Linked DNA regions of Sus scrofa: region 1 is linked to region 2. Evidence: chromatin contacts called from public promoter capture Hi-C data. All regions are on one chromosome and are shown on one strand. The core of a region is the stretch at or near the end of the contact, and the rest is flanking DNA. Distances in the headings are between cores, read along the strand shown.

Evidence for each region. Promoter capture Hi-C pulls out the DNA fragments that hold promoters and counts their contacts.
Region 1: a promoter capture Hi-C map of fetal liver shows a contact between it and region 2, with 2.8 times the contacts expected there. The contact joins the promoter of SLC44A1 here to the promoter of LOC106509227 in region 2. A contact is called at or near these places in 2 of 5 promoter capture datasets (fetal liver and liver) and 2 of 47 Hi-C or Micro-C datasets (fetal skeletal muscle and heart right ventricle).

What each region holds. Positions count from the first base shown.
Region 1 is chr1:246,545,794-246,550,083 of Sscrofa11.1, reverse strand. It overlaps SLC44A1 (choline transporter-like protein 1), which reads right to left and starts at 1,543. Exons shown (of 16, transcript XM_021067056.1): 1 at 1,290-1,543. The coding sequence starts at 1,325.
Region 2 is chr1:246,126,641-246,130,677 of Sscrofa11.1, reverse strand. It overlaps LOC106509227 (ATP-binding cassette sub-family A member 1-like), which reads left to right and starts at 1,297. Exons shown (of 4, transcript XM_021067030.1): 1 at 1,297-1,468. LOC100739365 (protein NipSnap homolog 3A-like) reads right to left here and starts at 1,256. Exons shown (of 6, transcript XM_003480558.4): 1 at 1,056-1,256. The coding sequence starts at 1,115.

The DNA of each region.
Region 1 (4,290 bases), core at 294-2,793, 420 kb before region 2:
GCCAGATCTCTGAAGGAATTATTTTCCCAAACTAGCATTTTTCTTCACCAAGAACCGACCCTCCTTTATTTCTAAAAACAAGAGCCCTTGTCTCCCCCCAAAACAAACAAATCAAAGACCACAGTTAAATTCTACGCTAATGAAACTGTGAGATTACATCCCAGGCGTTGTCAGAGCCTATTTTTCATACACCACCACCAGACAGTTTGATGCAGTATTCCTGATTGCTTTTTATCGTATTTGTAAATACACTCACTAATCCACTAAATTAGGTAATTTACAAACAGGTCCTCTCAGTTATTAGTGGCCATCAGTCAAGTCCTATTACATTTGATCCTTATACAGTTGTCTAAACATTTCTGTCCAGGTTAAGGGCTCGGATTGGCGAGAGGGAGGTTAGCGAAATTTGGATGGGGGCAGGGTGGAAGCTGGGAGAAATCTCTGCATCTCAGCCCTCAGCGACAACATTCAGCCAGTGCCCACAGAAAAACTAAATTCGGCACCTCTTTCTCCTGTTACACTGGCAACAAAGAGGGAGTTTCCGTAACGCTCCCGTCACCCACCAGGTGCCCAATCTCCTTCCCTACCCAGTCCCAGCGCTCCCGCAGGGGCCTCGGTTTACGAAGAGGCCGCGGTGCCCGGGGTCAAGGCACAAAGGGGGGATGGGGTAGGAGGCAAGCGACTAGAATTGGGAAAGCGGATCGAAGAAGGGCTCCGGGACTCGCTTAAACACTTGAACCCGGACGGGGGGCGCTGGCAAGAGAAAGGGGACACAATATCGAATAGAGCAGAAACTGTAATAAGGTGGGAAAGGGGTAAACAGCCCATACTGGGGGTACTCCTCCAGGAAGCACAGAAAATAGTCAGTGGATGGGGCGAGGGAAGTCTCCAAGGAGGTGGGAAGAGAGGAGCCAGGCCCACAAGACGAAGGAAGGGGTGCCACCTGGGGCAGAGAGCAGGCGCCCTTGTTGCCAGTACCTGCAGGCTGGCGGGACGGGGCCGCTCAGGTGTGACTGGGAGGAGGCTGCCAAGTCGGAAAGGGGCCGGGCAGAGCTAGAGGCGCCCTGGGGGCCGCGCAGAGGCGCCTGCGAGTCAGCAGCCTCGGGAGCCAGCGCGGGGGCATCTGCGGGACAGAGGGAGGCAGGAGAGGGAGGCGGAGGTGGGGGTCTCTGGAGTGCACCGTGGGCCGAAGGGAGGCTTGCGGGTAGTGGGAGGCAGCGGGCGCCCGCGGCGCAACGCGGTGCGGGAGAGGCATCCGGGCGGGCGGCCGGGAGGCGGGAGCCCCTCACCTGCGCGGCTGAGGAGGCGGAGCTGCAGCAGCCCATGGCGGGGCCGGAGGAGCCCGGAGGCGGCGCCGGGCGCGCAGCTACGCCCCGGAGCCCCTCGGCATGCGAGCCGGCGGGCGCCCGGGGAGGGCGCGGCCTGGCCCCGCACTGCTCGGCGGTGGCGGCGGCTGCTCGGGCGGCGGCAGGTACTCAGGAGGCGGCGCGACTCGGGGCAGGCGCCGGCCACATCCCCCGGCGGCGGCGGTGGTGGCTGCGTGGCTCCTGCTCCGCTCCTGCTGCTGCAGCTGCTCCCCAGCGGAAAGGGGCGGGCGGCGGCGGCGACGGCGCCTCCCCCTGTCCCCCGCCTCCCGCCTCCCGCGCCCAGTCCCTCTCCCGCTCCCTCTCCCGGGCAGCCGCCTCCTCAGCGCCGCTCGCGTCTCCCATCAGACTCCCCGCCCCCAGTGCAGCGCCGCGCGGGCGGCCGGGCGGCTGCGGCCAAAACGAGGCCGGGCCCTTCAGCGCGCGTCGGAGCCTGCGCGGTGCCGAGCCCATTTAACTGTGGCACCGAGGCAGAGCGCTACCTCAGGGCAAGAGGGCGCCTGAGGCTGGGGCGCCCGAGAGTTGAGCAGGCTCGCTGCTGAAATGGGGCCGGGTTGCTTCCGGAGGCATGGGCGAGGCGCGCAACCCGAGGGGTGGCTGATGTTAATCCAGAGGAAAAGGTACACGATAAATCCCTGGAGAAGGAGTAGATGATAGAAGACGAGGATCATCTGTTGCTACTCGCCCCATTTTGCTGATGTGGAAACTGAGCCTTGAAGGGCACCGAGAGCCTAAGGGAACTCACTCAAGGTCGAACTTCTTATAAACAGCTGAAAATAGGGAAAGGGCAGAAAGTTCTCCAGGTCTTTCAATTCAGAGACATATCGGATCTGAAGGATAGATACTTTTTGTGCAGAATAGACCACAAATACAATAAACGAGTATTAATTCATTGTATTAAGACATATATATGCTGAGGGTATACTAAATTACAGTAGTTTATAGGCACTAAGAATAAAAAGGTGAACAAAAGAGCCAACGCTTCTGCTGTCCCCATTGCTACATACATACGCAATGCATTATCGACAGAGTAGGCGTGGTCACCACCTTCAAGAAATTTACAACCCTAAGTCGCTGAGAAATGGTATGAGATGAAAACAGCTAAAATGTAGCAGGAATAAAACCAAAAATCATGCTTAATATTAAGAGAACCACTTACAAGGCACTATTACAAGTCCTTTACATGTTTCCTTAAAGACAATCAGAAAAGAAAAAAAAAAGTTTGCAAATGAAAGGCATGAAGTTTTAAAGACTACTCAGGGAGTTCCCTTTGTGGCATAGCAGAAACAAATACGACTAGTATCAATGAGGTTGCAAGTTCGATGCCTGGCCTCAATCGATGCCTGGCCTCAATCAGCGGGTTAAGGAGCGTCGCTGTGCTCGGATCCTACTTGCTGTGGCTCTGAAATAGACTGGCAGCTAAAACTCCTATTCACAGTCTAGCCTGGGAACTTCCATATGCCTCTCCAGCTGCCCTAAAAAAAAGAAGAAAAGAACAAAAAAGACTACTCAAAGTCTGGGGTGGGGGGAAATAGCACAGAAGTAAATTGACTTTATGTGCCTTGAAAGGGAAAGCAAAGTCACAATGGGAACCTGGGGACAGCCAAAGAAAAAGCCAAAGAATTTCCAGTTGTGTGTTTCAATTTCTTGGGTCTGTGACCAGAATATGTCACTTCTCTTAGCCTCTTTCTCCGCTTCTGTGAAAAACAGATAATAAGGTTAACCAGGAAGAGTGGGTGTCAAGATTAAACAATATATGAAGTTCTCTGGTGGCTTAGTGGGTTAAGGAACCCACATTGTCACTGCTATGACTTGGGTCACTGCTGTGGCGTTGGTTGGATGCCTGGCCCAAGAACTTCTGCACATGGAGGGCACAGCCAAAAAATAAATAAATAAAATAAAATAAAGATTAAATAATAAATGAAAGTAACTAGTAGAATAGTAAGGATTCATTAAGTACTGCTTGAGATCATTAATTCTTCCCCTGTATTCTCCCTGTGTTCCTTTACAATTTGATCAGAGGGTTCACCATACCACTGGGCTGGTGAATCCTAAGTATGTTACCAATAACCATTAGGCCATTAATGGCTCTGGTCCCAATTCTGATTGTAAACTCCACCATTAGATTGTAAACTCCCTGAGAACAAGGAAAAGCATTTTCTCCTTTGTATCTGTCTCAGCTCTTTCAAATGTTTGTTGAATTATTCAATACACCAGAAATAAAAAAACCTTCCCTTGAGATTTTTCCCTCAAAGCCTCAAAGTACATCTTGTTTTTAACTGAGGGAGGAGGCTGAAAGTAAAATTACAGTCTTAAACAAGAAGCCATCTGTCTTCCCTCTTTATAATCAAGGAAAGGGGAGTTGTTTCTCTTAGCAGAGTCAATATGGGAGCATTTCTCTCAGATTATAAAAATCTTCTTGGCTAGTGTAGTTATTCTATGTAGTAGCTAGTACTTATTTTGTAATTAGAACTGCAGAAGCAGATAACAGACTGTGGCGGTGCTTCAGGGGAAAAAAAAAGCATTTCATTTTTTTGGAGGTCTCTTTCCTAGACGTGGATGCTGAATGAATGTAACTGAAAGGGCACACATTCTGTTGCACTTGACTGATCTGAACTCATTTTCTCTTTAAGGGTTAAAGGAACTAAGAGTTCTAAGGTTCTGCTAGGCGCTTTGTAAATATACTAATTATGTATGTATGCACCATGTCTGCATATGAATGTGATGTTTTTAAGTTATACCTAAGTCTTTAGCATGAGAGAAACTAACAGCTCCTGAATTGATATTCTGTACCTGAATTGATATTCTGTACCTTCTAAGAATGAGTCTCTTTCCCATCCTTCTCATACCCAAAGAAGCCTCATAAAAGGAATGATTTAGAGGGGGCAAAAAAGCTGTTCCTTTTCACTTTTTCTCATAAACAAGC
Region 2 (4,037 bases), core at 48-2,547:
AGGGGCCTTTATCGCTGTTCTTTAGTCTTCACAGAAAGTCAGTGTCTATGTAAACCCCCTTCTCATCCTTTCCCTTAAGAAGTACAGACCTAGACCTAAACAAAGCTCTAGGTTAGATTACTAGAATAGGCCCAGACAGTTCAAGAATTACTCCACTACAGATGCAAGAAAAAAGTGTCCTGCTGCTGTTTGTCTGATTGTGGCAGCTGAGATTGAATGGGGGCATACAGGAAAAATTGTTTCGTAACTCATAAATAACCTTGTGAACATAAAAGCCTACTCTACTTCAAAGAAGAAATTGAGTTTACCAGAAAAGTATTAGAAAATCATTCCTCTACACCCTTGCCTTCTGATTGATTCCACTTGTAAAAGCCTAAGGATTAAGTCTAGTTAAAGGCAAGCCAATGATGAAAAAAAAGCTGAATCACAAAAATCTATTTTGTACATTTCTCATCTAACTTTAAAAAAGGCTGCATCACATTTGCTAGCAGCTTCCTGACCCTGTCTGACGTGGGCACCTTTCGCAGGATGCCCGACCATCCTAAAGGGTGAAGGAGAAAAAAAGTTCAGCCAGTCTCTGGCAACAGAACTGGCCTCCCTCTTTTAAAGGATTTACAAAACTTCTGAGCATTTTGCAAAGAACCTCTAATAGGGGACTAGAGTGGGATGGATGGTCAAAACACAAACCAATGGAGAGTTCCAGAGTCTGTCGAGGCCCCAGTGCGATGGGTGTAAAGGCCAAAGCCGCAAACACGCAGCAGCTGGGCTCCAGGTGTCCTAGGACGCCTAGGCTAAAAACACCCACTGTCACCACGGCCTTCCAGCCACCGGAGGCAACAATAGCAGCGGGTCTTCTCCCAACGGCTCCCGTCCTCCTGCTGCTGGCTCCATGGTCCCCGCTTCCAGGTTCTGGGTCTTGCTACAGAATGTGGGCAGCACCACAAGGCTCCCACGTCTGAGCGGTCCAGCCGGAAGGTGCAAACCCACCGAGACGCCCTTCCCTTCCCCTCCCCTTCCCCCTGGGGACGTTTTGGGCGCGTCCCGGCGGCAGGTACCTGAGGCGCCAGCGTCCGCGGGGACAAGGCCCTAGCCAGGCCGCTTCGGAGAGCAAGCATGGCGCAGCTTGGAGGTCTGAGAAGGACAATGGCCAGTATTCGTCCTTAAATTCCTCCTCCTGTGGCTTCCGGACTGGCAGGCGCAGCGACTCGGCGACGGGCGGATCAGGCTGGGGGGGCGGGGCTCGGCGGCTCAGCTCCGCCTCCGGCCGAGGGGCGTGGCCGGGCTCGTCCTTCTGCCAGGAGTCGGCAGAAGGCTGGGCCTCAGACGGTTTGGTGTCGCCTCCAGCCTTAAGGTGGTTTTTGTTTCTCCACCGATTTTTAGCCCCAGCGTCAGAAGTGACTTTAGAATCAGCTGCATGCTGAGTCGTCCCTGTACCATCAGTCTGGGCCCATCACCTCATCTCCATGTGGTATTACCTACCATTGATAAAAGTTCTGTGTACGCCTACTGGGGAGGCAGGGTGGGTGCCTGTGTCATGCTTTGCTTTGAAATTGTGGACGTGTTTTGCTGGTGTTTTTGTTTGTTTGCTCGGGGGTGCTTCTCCTTTGGCTAAAGACCAGTCAGTCTTCACTTTTGGGCATTAAGTGCATTCTCTTTCCCTAGCTTCACCGCTAGCTATGACCTTGTTAGGCTTCTAAAAATGATATAGATTATATTTCTCAGGGGCTCAGAGGAATGGGGACCACCCCAACTGGCTTCGAAAATTCAAAATTTAATACACAGAGTCAAATAGTTTATGAATAGCCTTGAAAGCAAAACAGCAGACCTCTGATCTTGTCTTCCTTATTCCTGATATTGGGCCCTGGAGTAAATACTTTCAACATTTTCAGCTGTTTCTTGTAGTGCTTGTTTTTCTTTTTAAAATTTGTATGCGTTTTCTGGTATTTCTTGATATTTTCAGTTATAAATCTTGTCGATTGTTTGGAAGATGAGGATTTAAGTCTGATACATATCATTCCCCTCAAATACACTTCCTTTCTCAATCTGATAATGTTTACATTAATAATATTAATATAACATTGTTAATTTAATTATATTGATGTTTACGCCTTTATTACTAACTACATTCCTTTTTACACACAAAGCTACAAGCATAATGTAACTAAACCCAATTGCAGAATAGTCCCGTTCATGCACACATTAAAGTAATATTCCTTATGTTACTAAGACGGGAATGATTACAGGGCTTTCCATTGTGGTTGTCTTGGTTGTGCCTGGTGTGAAGACTTTAGAATCATCTATCCAGGGGAAGGGAGGCTTTTTAGAGTTAGTAATTCCTGAGAAGGTGAGTCAGGTTTTTTTTGGTCATGGACGTCCATAGCATCTGGACTTGGACCGGATCTTTGTTTTAATTTATTTAATTTAATTTCTAGAATTAACTATTCCCTTATTCAACCCATATGAATTATGTTCATTTATGCTTCAGATAGTTTTCCAAACACTTGGATACAGAGGTGAACAGAAGTCAAAGTTTATGTTCTCTTGCCACTTCCAGATTAGGGGGAACAGATAAACAAATGGAGAAAATATATATCAGAAATTAATAAATATAATGAGGAAAAACAAAGTAGGGTATAGAGAATAGAAAGTGCTGGAGGGAGGTAGCAGAGACTGCTAGCCATTTCCCAATAGCCATTCTTCTCCCACTCTACCTTTTTAAAAATTAGCGATAGACCCCCTGCAGCTTGGTGCAGCCTTGTGTCTAAGTCCTAGCCAGTGATATGGGTTAGTGCATTTATGACCTCCTATAAGTGATGTTGTGTAGGAGAGGTGGTTGTTGCCCTCTCTTATTTCTCCTTGCTGGAATATGGGTGTAATGGCTTGAGTTCTTGGAAACCACATGCTGAAGATGACAGAACAAGAAAGACGTAGCCTAGGTTCTGACGTCACAGAACACTACACTAGGAGTCCTGGACTGACTGTCTCAGGATTTCTTTTTTACATGAGAAGTCATTTTCTAGTTTAAGCTACTGCCCTATGGCTTAAACCTGTGTTCTTAATCAATAGGAAAGTGACTGTTTCTTTTAATTTCTCTTTTTCATGTGTTTCTATTTTCATTATCAGTCATTAATTACCAAATTCTTTGCTAAAAGAATAAATTTTCTTTTGGTATGGTTAAACCCATTAATGAGTTTATCAGTTTCATCCTCTAGAGTTATCTTTTGGGAGTCCTTTGTTCCCTTGTTCCAGTGTGGACTAAATATTTTCTATGATAGCATGGTAGTAATTCTGGGATCTCCTTTGCCTTGTGTTAGAATTCCTGCTGCCAGGATTTGGTAGCTTTTTTTAAACACCTAATTTCAGGAGAGGGTACATGGGAATTAAACTTCTGAGATTTGCATGTCTAAAAATGTTTTGTTCTACTAAAACTCTTGATTCCTATGTTGGTTGGGTATAAAATTTTACATTGAAAAGAGTTTTTCTTTCTATTTTATTTTCAAAGCCAATTCTCCATTGTATTATAGCTTCTAGTAAGAAATTCATGGCGTTCTGCTTCCTGCTTCTTTGTCTGTGACTTGTTTCTCTTTCTTTGGAAATCTTTATGGTTTTCTCTTTGTTCCTAGTGTTCTGAAATTTCACAATTGGGTGTCTCAAGTATGTATTTTTTCCAACTATTGTTCCTCACTTAGTATACCCTCTTAATCTGGACACTCTGCAATTATGAAAAAAAAATTGTGTTTCTTTGATTTTTTTTCTTCTCTTAGCAATCTCTGGAACATCTATTATTCAGATATTCTGCCTCCACTTTATCTTCTAATTTTCTCTTTCTACTGTTTTACAATACATTTTTTGCCTAGATTTTCTGGGGGGTAAAGTAGCACAGTTTTGTCTTTTAACTCATCTGTTTAATTTTAAACTTCTACTTCCACAGTATTTCCAAGAGCTCTTTTCTTTTAAATCCCTTCTCTAGAATATTTCTTTATTTCTCTCTTTTCAAAAATAATATTCGTTTCCTGAATATTGTTTCAATATTTCTA